Linked DNA regions of Mus musculus: region 2 is linked to region 1. The links are chromatin contacts, called in public HiChIP or PLAC-seq maps. All regions are on one chromosome and are shown on one strand. Each heading gives the region's core, a stretch centred on a gene start, on an enhancer-like site or on the middle of the called end of the contact. The rest is flanking DNA. Distances are from core to core; before and after follow the strand shown. Region 1 overlaps 1700030L20Rik (RIKEN cDNA 1700030L20 gene). Region 2 has its middle 92 kb from the start of Ppp3ca.

Evidence for each region. HiChIP or PLAC-seq counts read pairs in DNA pulled down with a chosen protein or histone mark.
Region 2: a contact with region 1 is called in a FOXA1 HiChIP or PLAC-seq map of pancreatic cancer cells. The contact joins two enhancer-like sites. A contact is called at or near these places in 1 of 15 datasets of contacts at CTCF or cohesin (the NIH/3T3 cell line), 2 of 484 Hi-C or Micro-C datasets (adipose-derived mesenchymal stem cells and nephron progenitors) and 1 of 115 datasets of contacts at active chromatin or transcription factors (pancreatic cancer cells).

Annotation. Positions count from the first base shown.
Region 1 is chr3:136,437,908-136,442,383 of GRCm38.p6, reverse strand. All of the region lies in intron 3 of 1700030L20Rik (RIKEN cDNA 1700030L20 gene), which reads left to right. Among named protein-coding and RNA genes, the nearest start is that of 1700030L20Rik, 9.2 kb to the left of the region's middle. Within about 2 kb of position 2,008, at least 29 of the 459 cell types and tissues checked have an H3K27ac peak or open chromatin away from gene starts, as enhancers often do. A contact at or near this core is called in pancreatic cancer cells, where this site is marked.
Region 2 is chr3:136,576,107-136,580,582 of GRCm38.p6, reverse strand. No RefSeq gene overlaps it. Among named protein-coding and RNA genes, the nearest start is that of Ppp3ca, 92 kb to the left of the region's middle. Within about 2 kb of position 2,407, at least 16 of the 459 cell types and tissues checked have an H3K27ac peak or open chromatin away from gene starts, as enhancers often do. A contact at or near this core is called in pancreatic cancer cells, where this site is marked.

The sequences.
Region 1 (4,476 bases), core at 759-3,258:
ACTTTTCAGGGGTCAAAGAGACAGAGTTGCACCCCTCCTGCTGCCACCTGCTGGGCTATTTTGGTGCATGGCCAGTGGGCAAGGCACATCCAGTATGCACATGTGCACATGTAGGGAAGAGGGACCTGCCTGCCTGGTGGGCACCTGCACCACTGACAGCAGAAGCAGAGCAGGCTCTTCCCCGAGTCTTGGCATCTAAATGAAAAGGATCCCAGGGACCCATCAGACCAGCCAGACTGTTGGCCTCACCAGATGCACACTGCCAAGTTGAATCCTCAGGGCTGACTACACGTGCTAGCCATCATAGAGTTGTAAGACCCAAATTTCAGGAATGACAGGCAGGGGTTCACTGCTAAGATTTGAGATGGCATGGCTAGGACAATACAGCCCACCCCAAACTTAAAATTTTTGTGATTCTTTGTCTAAGTTTTGTTTAAATGCTTATTCTTCTCTAATAATAGGAATACCTAAAAGAATATTCATGGTTTTAACCCAAAATTGTATATAGATTGCAAACAGTGGTAATACTGACATATCTAAAGTTTATCTACTTTTGTAAACTTAAAAATTCTTTTACGCTTCAGAGAATCACCTTGGATCTACATCCCACAGGTCAAAAGGACTACATTAACAAATATTATTTAATATTCAATTAATAAAAATAAGGTCACCTACTTCAGACAGTTTATTTTTCACAGGCAAGCTGTTACTGTCTATTCCAGATACCTAAGTATTGTGCCTTTTCCTCTCTCAGCTACCTCAAGCAGATGAGATAAGTCACCTCCATCCCTTTCTGCTTTCCTTACTGCAGCACAGGTGGAAGTCACCTGATTCCCCTTTCAAGAATGCCAACCCGGGATTAAGATTACTCTAACAACTACCCTGTGCCTTTTTCCTAGGCTTATACCAACAGACCACTTGATGTGCTGCCAACCAAACTGTTATAGGCTTAATGTGTGCATTATCCTCTCTCTTCTTCTGGTATAAGGAAAATAAAATAACCCCCTGGGCAGACATTCACCTGCCAGAATTTTGCATTCCTGTGGTGACTATACCACCTGTTTATCTCTATGAGGAAAGGAAGGCAGATGCTGCTCTAGGCAAGATGGAGACAAGAGATGTTCCTTCCTTTGCTGGAAGGAATAGCACCCACCATCTTTCCTGGATCTCTTGAAGCCACGACAGCTGCCTTCATCCAGACACAACCAGCTTACTGGAGACTGCCAAGACAAGCTTGACCAGGCAATGGCTTCCAATACAGACAGTCTCAAGTCCCTTCAACTACAGATAAACTCCCTAGCAGGGGTTGCTCTCCAAAACCAGACAACTCTGAACCAGATGACTTGCATTATGTTGAGGGAGAAATGCTGTGTTAATGAATCTGGGCTGGTGGAGAAAGACTTGAAAAGCTCAGAGATCTCCCCCAAGATCTCCACTGGGATTTCTGAGCATGCTGTGTGCCTGAGACCTAACCCCATGGTATGCAAACCCCTTGTGGCTTGGCTTCTTCCCCTCCTACCACCCTTCTAGCCTCCATGGACACACACACACAGAGGCGTTCTCTCTTTCTCTGCTACAAAATAAAATGTTTAGGGTCTCTGTCTCTGTCTCTGTCTCTGTCTCTGTCTCTCTCTCTCTCTCTCTCTCACACACACCGCACACATGAGAGAGAGAGAGAGAGACAGAGACAGAGACAGAGACAGAGACAGAGAGATACCCTAAACATTTTATTTTGTAGCTTGATTTTAGTCATCCAGATTCAGTGGCTTTGAGGCATCTCGGGTTCAGATGTGCTTCTGGCACACAACTTTGTGTATGGAGTGAACAGAATCGATCTCCTCACAGAGACTGCAGTAAGAAAGCACGGTGAGGTTCTGAGTTTCAGTAGTAAAAGCCTCACACCAGCTGCGGGTCAGCACTGACCACAGCAGTTCCCCAAACCCATGTTGAGTAGAGGTAGCAGCAGCAAGTTAGAAACAGAGATGTTGTTGCTTCATGACCCCTAGTTTCAAAGGTCCTGTTAGCTCTTGGAAGTCATCCTGCCCTTTGACACCTCATGCTTGTGCCCTGCCTTGTTATTTTCCTGCTCAATTTAATTGCGTCGGTTCTTGTTCTGACCAAATTCGGTGTCCTTAAGTTCACTGTTTTCAAGACCATGGGGATTTCTATCCAAATAAAAAAATGCTAAGTTCATGTTGCCCTTTGGTGCCCTGACTTGACATTTCTTTATAGGCAACAATGAGGTCTTAGATCATGCAGGTTACTTAGGAGACAGAGAAAAAGATTTCTACTTTGAAAACTGTTGACTAATTATGACTCACTACCCAGGGAAAGAAATGGCCACTGTTTAAACCTTTGCAAGCTCTAAAGAATCTCTGTATCTTTTAAAAACATCTGAGGCAATTTTCAGGAAACCACCACTTCTATTTGTTAGGACTTGTTAGGACCATGATGAATCAAGCAGGGAATGACAGATACAAAATGGGACCTAAAAATTTAGGGGGAAAAATCAGTTGATATCTGGAAACACACATAGGCCAAGGACAGTCCATAATCAATGCATTAGATAGAAAAGAAATCAGAAAATTTCAAACCCTTGAGTTTCTTTTTTTAAATATTCAATTTACATTCATAGTTGACGAGGGAAATGAAATTCTGGGCATGTGCTGTTCTTCAGTGCACACCCTCTCCGCCTCTTTTTGCATGTATTTCTTTCAGGAACCTGGAAGTAAAGCAGTTTCTTTACTGTTAGTGTTGTGCATTATTGCTTCTATGGGGAGGAAAGCCATGGTTCTAAATGGGCAGGGAGAAGCCATGCTACTGGCATTTATACAGAGGCCTCTGTGAAGGTCGGGCAGGCTGAGTTAATGAGCAACCGCTGTTCAGAAGGCAGAGCATGACGGATTACTCACCATAAATGGATTTATTTTTAATTAACAAACATCATCCTTTTTATTATACACAATTTCAGGTATTTTATATGACCAAATTTGAGGAATTTTTTTGAATTACCATTTCTAAAACAGACACCTGGAAAGTAAAATGGCGTCATGCAAGTGTCTGTGTATGTGTGGGGGAGGGGTTAGAGAGGGTAATGGGGGATATGAGTGCTCTGAGGGGAGAAATGAGAAAGGGGGAGGGGTTTAAACTGGAAAGGAGAATGGGAGGTCAACTCAGAAGGAGAGGCAGGAGAAGAGAAAAATCATTTTGAGGATGTTTGAAAAAGCCATATATATTAAACACACACACACACACACACACACACACATATATATATATGCACACATATAGAGCATAAATGGTGTTAATTCATTTAGTCTGAAAATAATCCCTTCAAGAGTCAGAGTAACTAAAATATCATTCCAGTACCAGGCATGAGAAATCCCCTTTCTAGTTGCTGATTAGTGAGTCTAAGAGACTCCCCAAACAATGCCGGCTTTTGCTGTTGCCTTTAGTTACCTCTTGGGAGTTGAAGGTAAGTCCTTATTGCTGAAAGCATCATGCACTTCACACACAGAACCTAGATGATGCAAACTGGCCTTGACTCAAAACCTCTTGCAGGACTAGATTTAGTAGCACTGAAAGGTGCCCTGTAAGCTGCTAGGGGAAGAAGCACAAGATACTTCTATTCAGCTGTGAGTCATATGATCTTCAACAATGACTAGCATGGTAAGATGTCCCTAAGGGTCCAGTAGTGGCACTCATATCTTAGCCGTAATCAACAGCTGTCTGGTTAGATATAAGGCATGGTCCACAGGAGGAAAACTACATCCAGTACTGGAAATGTAGCCAACTATCTGTGGCTAGTGAGATCATGGATCGAAGAGAAGAACCCACTATGAGCACTTTACTAAACCAGAGCAATCCCTAGCTGCATTCTAAATACTTATCTGTATGTCCTCAGATGAGTGAAGCTCTCAACCTTAATATAAAAAACAAAAACAAAAACAAAACAACCCTTGGCTTTTCTAAAGACACATCATTACAGAAAACTATAACTGTTTACAATGTAGAGAACAGCTAATGGTGGGGTTCTTAGCCCTAATTTTACAGCATACCACACCCAACTTTCAAGGAACATGTTAGATGAACACAGGAAGATTGTCAGAGCCAGAGGAACAGAGAATCTGTTCTGAGATTGATTCCTCTAAAATTGTAGGGAAGCTTCACCCATGATACTTCAAAAATATGGCTGCTGAAACAAGAGCCAAACTAGTGCAATAGCAATAGACATGCTAACATAAAGGGGGGAAATCTGACAGGGCCCCACTAAAGGATCTTTCTATGCAGCTGAGGTTCGTTTTGTGTTCCCAATCTTCCAACTTAAGTGTTGCAAGTGCCAGGATAGCAGGCATGTGCTACTGCAGTCTGCTTTAGTTTCAGTATGTGTTGGTGAGATGGCAGAATGGGTAAAGATGCTTGCTACCAAGCCTAACAACCTTAATTGAGTCCCTACACTTCACATGATAATAGATG
Region 2 (4,476 bases), core at 1,158-3,657, 140 kb before region 1:
AGAGTTGGTTACGATGACTATTCGCTGTGGAATGAGAGACACAATTTCACTGGGAAACATTTCCAATGATATGGCAACTAAACTTTCAAAGCATCCCAAGAGAAAGGACTTTTATTACCCATACTGATCTTAGTGGGAACAAGGCATTTAGAGCCTCTGGAACTTTGCTGGACGACTCCTGCTTCAGCTATTAGATATATTTGTTTTACAGTCTTTCTTTCTTTCTGGACCCAATAGAATAATCTTAAATACATGATGTAAATATACGTACATAAAAGTGGTCATGAAGAGCAGCTACTAATGATGAGCTGTGTCCTTGAGAATATATATGACGCTGTCTTGGCAACGAGACAGGGCTTAGGGAGACAATTCACCGCTCATGGAAATGGGTTTTCTTGCTGACTTGGAAACTCCTGAATAAAAATAAACTCTGAAAAATATTATAAAAATATATCTAAAAGCATCGAATTAAAAAACAGTTCAAATAGAAGAAGCCACCCTGGCCCCAATGATCCCTAAACTTCTTTTAGCTCTATTTCTTCCCTTTATATAGATGTATTTTACCTGTATTTTCCTTTGATCATATGGATTATGCTTTCAGAAAGAGCTTAAGAAATATTTTTCTCATTACAATTTTCAAAACTATCATGTCCATATGGTTGAACAGAGGAAGATGATACTAAAGTCCAACCATAACAACAGTTAAAACGATAATATTTATATTACATGTGTCATTTTGATATTTTAAAAGGAGGCTAAGTATTTTATCCATTCCCCAGGGTTCCTGTTTACCCCCAACTGAATTCTGCTTCTGGACTCAGGGAGGTTAGATTTAGAACCAGGTTTCACCAAACGCTTCTCATTTTGGACATCCACATGTTTTCGCATTTATAATTTAATATATTTTTAGTTTTACTAAAAATAGGTTTTAATATACTCTGATTATGGTTTCCCCTTCTCCAACTCTCTAAGATCTTCCCTACCTCCCCTCCCATCAGATTTCATAACTTCCCTGTCTCCCATTAGAAAATAAACAGGCATCTAAATAATATTAAAATAATATACATTAAAATAACAACAAAGTACCCCAAACTGGAATAAAACAAAACTAACAAACACATATTTGTACATAGATTAGATCCCATAAAAATCACCAACCTTGAAGCCATCATATTTATGCAAAGGACCTCCAAGGTGGGAAGGCCCTGACAAAATATGAGACAATGAAGCTCCACTGGCTTTCTTTTGCGTTGTGGGTCATCAGTTGCTGGGCATAGAGCCTACATTTAAGAGTAGCTTGAAATCCCAGTGAGACTCCACTGGAGAGAAGCAATTTTTCCCTCTCACCTTGACTCTTTTCTTTATTCTCCTGTATTCTACCGGGAAATTCTGATTAGTAATTTAGTTACTTAGCAACTAAGCAACTAGCTCCCAGCTCCTCTCTGGTTGACAATGGTGGCATTTTAACGTTTCAGTCACTCATGCTTCCTCCAGGAAATAAGCTAGGATCAGGAGAGAACTCAAGGCTGCCATCCCCAGCACTCCTTGGCAGTGTGTTCCGACATGATTCTTGGGAGTGCTGACATGAATATTTTATGTGCAACCATTTGTGAGACCCGAGATAGCAGAAGTTCTGTTTTGGTGTGTATCCCTCTCTCTGGACTCCGAACAAACCCTAAGGCTCCTTTACCGGTGGGATGTGATGGAGGAATGCTAGGGAAACCTCACTGGAAGGTTTGCTTCCTTCCTGTTCAGATGCCTGCCATTGGAAAATGTTCTCCAGGAAGCTGGCTGAACCATGGAAACAGATCAAGATACATGCAGGTGCTGTGGGTGAAAACTGCAGTAAGCCCCTGCCAAAGTGAATACCCACTGCCAGCCATCTAGGATGTTCTAGCTTAGTCCAGCATTAAGGGGGAAGAGAGCCTCATTAAGCAATAGAATGGTGAGAAAAAATGCGATGGTGCTTCAGGCCATTACGTTTAATGGTACTTGACTGCTACAAATAGATTACATGAAAGGAAAGATGTATTCAGCTTATGTGCTGAATATATTTTTGTCAATGTGACACAAACTTGCATTATCTGGGAAGAGGGGACCTTGGCTATGAAAATGCTTGCATCAAATTGGACTATAGGGAGGTGCATGTGTGTGTGTGTGTGTGTGTGTGTGTGTGGGAGGGCAAGTTTCTTAAGTAATGCTTGATGTGGGCAGGCACATTGTAGGTAGTGCCACCCTGGGCCGTCATCCAAGGAGGTAGAAGAAAAGGAGCTTAATGTGGCGAGCTGGAGGAGAAAGCCAGTAAGCAGCATTCCTTCATAGCCTTTGTTCCAGTTCCTGCCTCTGAGTTCCTGCCCTGACTCACCTCTATGACTAACCATGATCAGAACTTGTAAACATAACAAGCACTTCCCTTCCTAAGTGGCTTTGGGTTGGGTTTGTCGTAGAAACTAAAAGCAAAGGAAGATAGTGTGTAGAAAGAACTGACTGTCAAAATGAGGAGAGCCAACCAATGAGCCTTGTCAGCACAGACCTTGGTGTGAATGGGCTTATGTTGGATGAGGCTCAGCATCCCTTCCCTTTTGGGGGGTTACTAACTGACTGCTCTATCTCTCTCATCTCCTCTCACTATAACATCCATGTTAAAAGCTCACAGGTCAGACAAAGAAGCCTCCTGAATTCTGTTCTGTTTCCTGAGTCTGTACTGGGGCTGGTTGGCCAAAGCTCCCCCTAAGGATTTTCCTTATCTGGAATCTTCTTTAAGACACAGGAGTCCCTTAGGACACTGGCAAAGTGGCTATAGTAGACCTTGACCTAGATACTCATCATCTAGCATTTTTTGTGTCTCCCTGCCACACCTCAGCCTCTTTTGACTGGACCATACAGATAAATATAAAGGTCTCTGCTCATTTCCCCACTACCATAGAGCTTAGTGGAAGGTTGCAGTTAATCATGGTGTATTTATCTCTTCCCCTAACTTCTTGCTAAAAATCATAATCTTCACCAAAACAAACAGAACCCTCCTGTAGGACAGAACATTGAAGACTATGATCAACAGATTTCTTCTAGCTTCAATTAACTACGAGCCTGGCTGTGTTGTATCCTCTAACCTATGGCCATGCTATTAGTTCACCAACTAGTTCACTGAGCTGACTTTGTATCATCATCTACTTCCAATCTTCATATGGTGTGAGGCTTGGTTTCAGACACAGACTGAGCAACAGAATATTTGCAAGTCTGAGATTTGCACAGTGGTAGATGTATTTCTGTTAATGGTCCCAATTCCTTCAATGTTCTAACTGAACCTCCAGTAATTTCTTGACAGTTTCATGCTGTTCAGCTAGTGTTGTCATCTTACTTTATATAAAAAACTGGGTTTTAATGCTTTATTACTTTGCAAAGTCTGAATCTGGCTAAATTGGATATAAAGTATCCTCACAGTTTTTATAGCTTGATTTCTACTTAGTTCTGGGATTGCCACAATATTCTCTAGTACCCAAGATCTAAGGCTGCCTCTTCCTAATGTGCTCTCTGTGCCCATTTCACATCAGTGTAATTCATTCCTCCATCTAGATTTGGGGTTTATAGCATCACTTTGACAATAGTGCGAAAGAAATGATCCCTCTATACTGTGAAACCCTCACTTTTTCTAATCATCTCTTCTTGTCCTGGAGCAGTCTGTCTCTCAGTAGTTATGTAGAATCCATTCTATATTTGTTCACTGACAATTTGACATCTTTATTATATCAGTTGGTTATGAACAAAAGAAATTATGGGCAAAATGGAGCTTGTTTGGCTAAATTTCCCTGGTCTTTCAGCAAAACACTGAACGAATGCTGCGCCTGTCTCAGATGGGCAGAGGTTGTACTGGATGCTCATCTGATGCTAGGGCTCTGCTTCATGTTCTTGTTCTCCCTCTGGAATGTGCACTTGAAGAATGGATTTTAAGGACCAAATCAAAGGGTGCCAATCTTCCTGTGCTTTTCAACTAGTTTCAATGTTAGGGACACATTGGTGAGAAACCAAAGAAAAGTAAGTAGTCCCTGGTGTTCTTGCCACTTTCTTCTTCTCTTTCATCACTTCTTCAATATGATTTTTGTCATGGCCTTGTTCCTATGTCAAATGTCATAGGTGTTGAAATGTTGTTTTCGCAGAGAGTGTGTATCGTGACTATTCTTTGTGGTTTTCCTTCTCCAGCAGTTACAGTGGCTCATTATTCATTCTGCCTTGGGACTTTGGAGCTAACCATTTTTGTTTCTTTTCAATTCACCTGTGGTTTGTAAATAACTCTTTAATTAAATTGTCATTGATCACTCCTAACATAACACCTGTTATCTGCTAAGAATCATAAGGCCTAAAACTCCAAGTATTTATTTAGTAAACTTCAATTTTCAGAATAGAGAGAAATTTAGAAACATATAGCCCACAGATGTTAGAGCTATCGTGTTTGGATTTAAATAGCACTTTAGACAATGT